Regions from separate parts of the Mus musculus genome. Here region 1 is linked to region 2. The links are chromatin contacts, called in public Micro-C maps. All regions are on one chromosome and are shown on one strand. The core of a region is the stretch at or near the end of the contact, and the rest is flanking DNA. Distances in the headings are between cores, read along the strand shown.

What was found. Hi-C and Micro-C count contacts between places; a contact is called where the count stands out from the background.
Region 1: a Micro-C map of embryonic stem cells shows a contact between it and region 2, with 10 times the contacts expected there. The contact joins the promoter of Fam131b here to the promoter of Tmem178b in region 2. A contact is called at or near these places in 2 of 484 Hi-C or Micro-C datasets (both in embryonic stem cells).

Annotation. Positions count from the first base shown.
Region 1 is chr6:42,322,934-42,326,442 of GRCm38.p6, forward strand. Fam131b (family with sequence similarity 131, member B) reads right to left here and starts at 1,707. Exons shown (of 7, transcript NM_029528.5): 1 at 1,509-1,707. The coding sequence starts at 1,536.
Region 2 is chr6:39,869,170-39,872,700 of GRCm38.p6, forward strand. Tmem178b (transmembrane protein 178B) reads left to right here and starts at 2,267. Exons shown (of 4, transcript NM_001360978.1): 1 at 2,267-3,531.

The DNA of each region.
Region 1 (3,509 bases), core at 457-2,956, 2.5 Mb after region 2:
TTTTTGGGTTTAGGATCATAGGTCCCCCCCCCCCCCCTTTTTTTAAAGAAGTGCACTGACTAGGTCTTGGGCAGGAAGAAGCATCCAGCATGCAGCAATAGAACTGGCGACAAACAAAGGGGATGGCGGTCCCAGGGACTGACAGGTAGGGCTGGGCTGCCACACATCCAAAGTTGTTATGCCTTCTCTTGGGATCTTGTGAAACGATGAGAGACAGGACTAGGACCTGTGGCTAGGTCAGAAAGACATCTGGACCTATCAGTAATGGGGCAGGCAGAGCAAGCTCTCTCGGAGAAGAGTGGGAGCGAGGGGAGGGAGGGGGTGGCCTTTGAGGAAGAGGGGGAGCTGAGTCAGAGCCTTAGGGGGCAGGGAGATGGAGGGGAGGAGAACAGGGAAAGAGGTAAAAGCAGAGGAGGGTCTCCATGGAAATAAACCGGGTCTCAGAAATCAGGCTTCCGGAGAGTGTAGTTTGTTTGTAATAATAATACGAATTATTCTCTCAGCCTGAGGTCACTAGGGCGTGTAGGCGGGAGAAATTGGGAGTTAGGAAGGGGAAAATTGGGGGGTTTGGGAGAGGACTGTACTAATGTGTTCAGCCCTAAAGTGGAATGGATGCGTAGGGTGGGGGTAGGGGGCGGTAGTAAGGCAGGGGCTGGAAGGAGAGGACCATTAAGGAAGCGCCTTTCTTCCCTCCCCCTGCCAAAGGTAAATAAAAAGCCGGCCCTGCTCCGCCTGCCCCCGCTGACAGGTGCAGGCGGGTCCCAGGGTTCCTAGGCGGACCCCACCCTCTGGGAAGCGGACTCCCGACCTCTCTCGGGGAGGTAAACCTCCACCTCCTCCCTGAGTCCACGGCTCTTCCAGAGCACCCCGGCCCAAGACCATTCCCTCCAAGCGTGGAACCCATTCCCTCCCGGTGGCACACGCTCTTCCCGCCCCCGCCCCAGAGGGAAAATGCACGTGAACAAAGCAAATCGGGGGGAGGCAGGAGCGACGGGAAAAGGCTACCAAGAGGGAAATGGTTGGGGGCAAAACACACATGCCATATGGAGAAGAGGGTGAAGATGGGAGGGGGCGTGCGGAAGAAAGTCAGGGATGAGGCTGGAGAGGAGGTTCTGAGAAGAGGGGCTGCTCCCGAAAGAAGGGCTCGGGGAGGCTCTGGCTACAGCAGAGTAGACGCGAATGGCCTGAAGGTGGAGGGATGGGGCCATCGGGAGTAGGGAACAGCGACTGAGCCGCGAAGGATGCTGTGGAGAGGCTACCAGGGAAGGACCGCGCCTGCGGGAGGGCGATGGAGAGAAGGCTATGAGCTGAGAGGGATGGAAGCCCTGGAGGCGCGAGGGCACAAGGATAGAGGGACCTTAGCGGATGGAGGGAAAGTAAAGGCGCGAGGCAGGGCCGGGCGGGCGCGGAGGGAGGTCCCCAGGGGCAAGGATGGGGATGGGGGAGGGGGCCGGAGGAGCGCCCCGGGGCGAGCTTGCCCCTGACCCGCGCCGGGCTGCGGTACCCACCCACAGTCCGCGAGCCGATGCAGCCCATGGCTCCGGGGGCCGCCGGGTCCCGGCCCTCACCGACTCGGGGCCCTCGCCGGGGGGAGCACCGGGAACCGCGCCGCCGCCCCAGCCGCTCTGCAGCGCCGCGGCTGTCTCCGCTCGGCTCCGCTCCCCCCTCCCCTCTCCATCCCTCCCCACGGCAGCCTCCGTCGCCGCCGCTGCCGCCGCCGCCACCGCCTGGCTCCCCCGCCCCGCTCAGCTCTCCGCGGCCGGGGAGGGGGCTGCTCGGGGATTGGCTGCGCGCAGAGCCTCCCCGCCCTGCCCCCGACCGGGCACCGCGCTCCCCGCGCCCCTCGCCGCGCTGCAACCACGTCCCTCCGCCTGTCCTTCGCAACCCCCGCCCCTGAGCTCCTCGCCATCCCCGCTGAGTTCTCCCGGGAGATGCTGATGGAGAATGTGGATAATAACCCGCTTGTCTCAGGAGCCCGGTCAGGAAGCCAGGGCCCACCCTTAGGATATGCTTGATGGACTTTGAGGGCTGCGGGGTGAGAAGGCCGAGAGAGAAAGTGGGGCGGAGATGAGAGAACACCCTGCTTGGCCTTGGGTACCAAATTCCGCAAACATTTGTTTTCTTCCTGATGCTGCATCTGGGACGCACGAATCGGGATTGGATGCTGTTCTGGTTGCCCGGCGTTTCACGTGCGTTGCTTTGCCCACCCAAACATATTGTGAAGTCTTTGCCAGTGGATGCTGCGAGATGCTTCCCTGTCCTCTAGCTGTTTTGGGATGGGTGTGGGGATGGTGCAAGTATTCTAGCTCTAGGCTTGGGTCCGGATGGGAGGAGAATGGGAATAATTCTATTGCAGCTGTAGGGAAATGAAAATATCAGGATCGGAAACCGGCCGCAAGACATGGCTTTAAATCAGAATTTAACTTTTCTGAGCTTTATGTGGATGTCCGGAAGCAGCAAAAGGGAGAATACTGCCCCCTGCCGAGAAGGGTCAGCACTACACCAAGGGCCCCATGGGAAAGGAAAGGGAGATCTGAGTTGGGAGAGTCAGCAGGCACTATTTCAACTGGCAAGAAGAGTCTAGAAGACACACTAGGAAGGACAAGGAGACCATTTCCTCTTAGTCGAACCAGTAACTGCAAACCTTGGGCAAGCGGGTCTGGGTGGTACCATTGACAACAATGGTAACAACAAAAAGCAAACACTAATTCTGGGCCAGCTTGTTTTCCATAGGTTTTTGTCTCTTTCCTGGGATTAGAGAGGAAGAGGGGCAGGAGGCCTTGTGGGTTTGAGGCAGAGAAAAAGGGCATGCCTTACACGTGTAAGTTTGTGACATTTAGATTATGATTGAGGAATTACGTCTGATGACATCCCAGATGAAGATATGGGAGAGGATAGATATTTTTGCTCATTTTGGTACTATAACAAAATTCCTGAGACCAGGAAGTTTATAAAGATTGGAAGTTTGGAGGCTGGAAAGGCCAAGAACTTAGTGTTTGCAACTGCTGCAAGTGTCCTAAGGGCTTTGATGCATTGTAACACTTCGAGGAGATGATATGATGAGACAGGATGAATATGTTAGCTTCAGCCTCTTTCATAAAGCCTCTAGTGCCAACCTCTGTGACCTTCACTAATCCTTACTATTGCTCTAAGACCTTGTATCCAAATAGCATTACCATATGAATTCAAGGATTAAATCCAAGTCGCAGATTTGAAGGGCCACTTGCAAACTCTATCAGAAACTGGCACTAACTGCAGATCTGGGAGGTGAATTTAGAAGGTCTGGGAATTTGATCTGCCCAGCTGCCTTCTGGTCCCTGCAATGACAGTTACTTCTCAGCACATGGGGCATTCTGTCCCATTCTCTGGATCTTTTGAGGCAAGGCTAATGAGTTCCAGTTTTCATAACCAAAGCAAACTTCCTGGAAGACAATTTGACAGTATAGATCATATATATATATATATATATATATATATATATATATATATATATATGTAAAATATTTAAA
Region 2 (3,531 bases), core at 1,017-3,516:
GAGGTGTGGCTTTGTAGGAGTTCATGGAAGTGTGTCACTAGGGGCTGGTTTTGAGGTTTCAAAAGCCCAAGCCAGTCCAATGGCTCTGTCTTCCTGCTGCCTATGGTTCCGAATGCAGAGCTCTATTGTGATAATGGACTAAACCCATGAAACTGTTAAGCATGTCCCAAATCACTTTCTCTTATTAAGAGTTGCCTAGGTCATGGTGTCTCTTCCACCACAATGGAACATGAAGACAGGGGAGGTGGAATACCTTCCTAGACTGCACAACAGTTTGGCTCCCAGTCAAGCACACACACAAAGATAACAACTAGGACGACAACAGCAACATCAACACAAGAAGCAATGCTGTCTAGGTGATCAGCTTCTTAGCCCTAAGCATCAGTATCATCTCCAATATGATATATGGTGGCTCAAAACAATCACACTTAAAAGGAGGGTACCAACCAACAAACATCTTTTGTAGGATTTTTGGGTTTTCACCAAGGACAACAACTTCAAAATGGTATATTAGTGATATCCAGGAAAGAGGAGGGCAGTACCCCACATTGGCTCCCTTCCTAAGCTGGGCCTAGGACAGCACTGAGGGCCACAGGATAGCAGGCAAATCTTTGAAAGTAGGCCAAAGGCCGTGGAAAAAGTTAAAGAGTTGACCAAGAGGGGAGCAAGAGTGGATTGTGGGTGGGTTGTGGGGGAGGGGTGCTGAAAGAGGAGCATGCGTGCTTTTCTGCCTGGGCACTGCCAGTGATCCTTGAGCTGGCTTAAAGACCCGAGAGGGAACCAAGAGACCCAAGCTGTAGAGATAATCTTGCTTTGACTTCCCACTGACCTTGTCAGTTCAGTTTCCCTTCTATTGTCATATGCAGGTACCCTACTAGGTGAAAAGCACTCCCACTTAGCTTTAGGGGTAGAAATAGCTTTAGTAGTGTTTGCATGTATGCCAAATGTATCCCTATTTTCAAGGACACAAATAGAATTGAGAAAAAGATAAGGAGAAGACACCCTGGCCAAAGTCGCTCAGCTTTATCAGGGCATCCCAGGGACCTCTGAGGATGATGTGGACTAGCAGGTGCCTGTAACTTCTAGACCAGCCGAGCATCATCTAAGAACCAAGTAGGTAATCCTAATGACTTCTCTTCACGAAGTAAATCCCCTTATAGAATTCAAGACTGAAAAACAAGGCACGCCCCTCCCCCACTAGATGGCACTGAAACGCCTTGTTCGCGATTTTCAAAATGCAGGGAGGAAAAAAAAAAAAAAAGACAAAAAGAATATGGTGGAGGTGCGTTCCTTTCGACTCACAAGTCCTGCTGTGCAAAGCTGGGTCCCTAGGGCACTCTCTTTTCCCCAGGGCAGCTCTTTATCCCTCAGTGGGGAACCCCGACTTTGGAGAGAGGGTGAAAACCGAAGGGTGAGCTTTAGAATGAAACCCCTAGTATGTGAAGCTGGATGGGAGGCTCCCAGCTTTGCGGCTCTGCTTCACGTGAGAGAAGCAGGGGGCGGGGTAGGGTGGGGATGGATCCTCTAGCTGGGGCCCACCTCTTCAAGGTCTGGAGTCTCGGTCCCACCTCAAAGAGGCCCTGCGGAGGCTAAATCCAGCGGTCATAGGGAAATCACGACAAACCCTATACCGAGGTTGCCTATAACTTCCTCTCCTCCAAAATCAACTGCCCTCTCACCCCACAGCGGCTCTCTTCTGGTCTTGAACGGATCAGTTAGTTGTCCCCTTTTCTTGCCGAAGAGTAAGGACAGGTGTGTGTGTGTGTGTGTGTGTGTGTGTGTGTGTGTGTGTGTGTATGTGTTGGGGTGTCGGCCGCTGGCTCACGGCTGCTCTCTGCTCAGTTCCAGGTAGAAACGCCAGTAGCTAGCAAGGTAGTGCTTATAGCTTTCTGGGGAAAAACAAAGATCAAACGAATAGGAGACACTAGAGGCGGAAACCGAGGTGCAGGGGTTCTCCCAGAGCCGGTTAAAGACCGTTCTCTAAGCATTTTCTTCTTTAAAGAACTGTGGCGAATTTAAGGGACTTTTCCACGGTCAAAAGAGAAACGGGAGACGTAGGCACCAACACTAAATTTATAATAATACACGTAAACATGCTACATATATGTATATGTGCATTAATATGGATGTGGTGGAGCCCATACCTACCTAGACACCATTGACTTGCCTGGCCAAAGAACAAGGCTCAGACATTTCGTGCCTGGAAAATGGTGTGGTTTAACTTTAAGAAGGCTAGAAAAATAAGAGATGAGGCTCACGTTGCACGGATGACATCACTAGCTTTTGGCTGCGCGCTCCGTGTTCTCGGCTGTGGGTTTTAGCCAAGGCTGCAGCGCCTGGAGGCCGAGCGAGTGACAGCGGCTTTCTCGGGCGCCCACACCCGGGCAATGCGATTTCTGGAGCCCCTGGGGTGCAGCTTGGGCTCTCGCTCCTCTCGGGCGTCGCCTGAGCCTGAGAGGCCCGGAAGCCTCTGCAGCTCGAGGAGGTAGGGAGGTGAAGCCGAGGCGCCCAGGCTCCCCCACCCCTCTATCCCCCGCCCCATTCACCCCAGTGCGGGGAGCCGGATCGCGGGACGCTGAGGCCGGGACGGGATATTCCACACGAGGCCGAGGGATCCCTAGTCTCGGCACCCGGGTGGGCTGAGAAGAAAATGGTGCAATCTGAGAGCGGCTGACCCCAGCTGGTTAGAGCAAGCGGTGCTGGAGTGCTTGGGCTCAGGTGGCGAAGGGGGCGGGTTGCTTCGAGCAGCCGGGCTCCGGGTTTTCTTCGTGCTCGCAGCATTTTCTCAGCACCTGGGCATCTCGCACGCGGGGCTGCGGAAGGCCAGGTGAAGTGGAGCAGAAGGGATATTGGAGAGGGCCGGGTGCACACACTCCAGGAAGAAGAAGGCGCTGGAGAGAGCCGCATGACACCGGGGAGGCTGGCGGCTGGGCGGGCAGCTCGCCACCCCTGAGCGACCTGTCCATGGTGTTGAAGGAGCTCCGAGCGCTCCGGGTGCGCCCTCCTCTGTGCAGTCCGTCCCTAACGCCCGTCAGCTGCCGCCCAGTCTCTGCAAACCCCGGGCCCTGAACAGTCGCGTAACGCCGCCCGAGTGTCCCCGCTGTCCAAAAGCGGAGCTGTCTTAATGGGGAGGCCAGAGGCAGGCCATCCGGGAGCTCGCGGGCAAAGGCTGGTAGAGACCATGCGTCTGCGGGCAGCTCGCTTCTGAGAGCACCCGTGGGGTCGGCAGGAGTCAAGGACCTAGTGGTGATCAGAGGACTCAGGCTTTGAAAAGACCCAACCTGGAAAAGAACAGTTCTGGGCACGCGTCCCCGGCCTTCGGCTGCAGACCGAAAAGGGGAGGAGAGTCCCAGAGAAAGAGATCCAGGCTGCACTCCCTACTCCGGGCAACCGGCCGTGAGCGCGATCCGTCCTTCGGCGAAGTGTCGCGTCCTCAGATCTCCCTCCCTATCATTCATTCCCAGGAAGCCAGGACTGTCACTCCGGTCAGCAAGCTGCACAGAGAAACCCAGCAAGCCTCGCCGTGGTCGA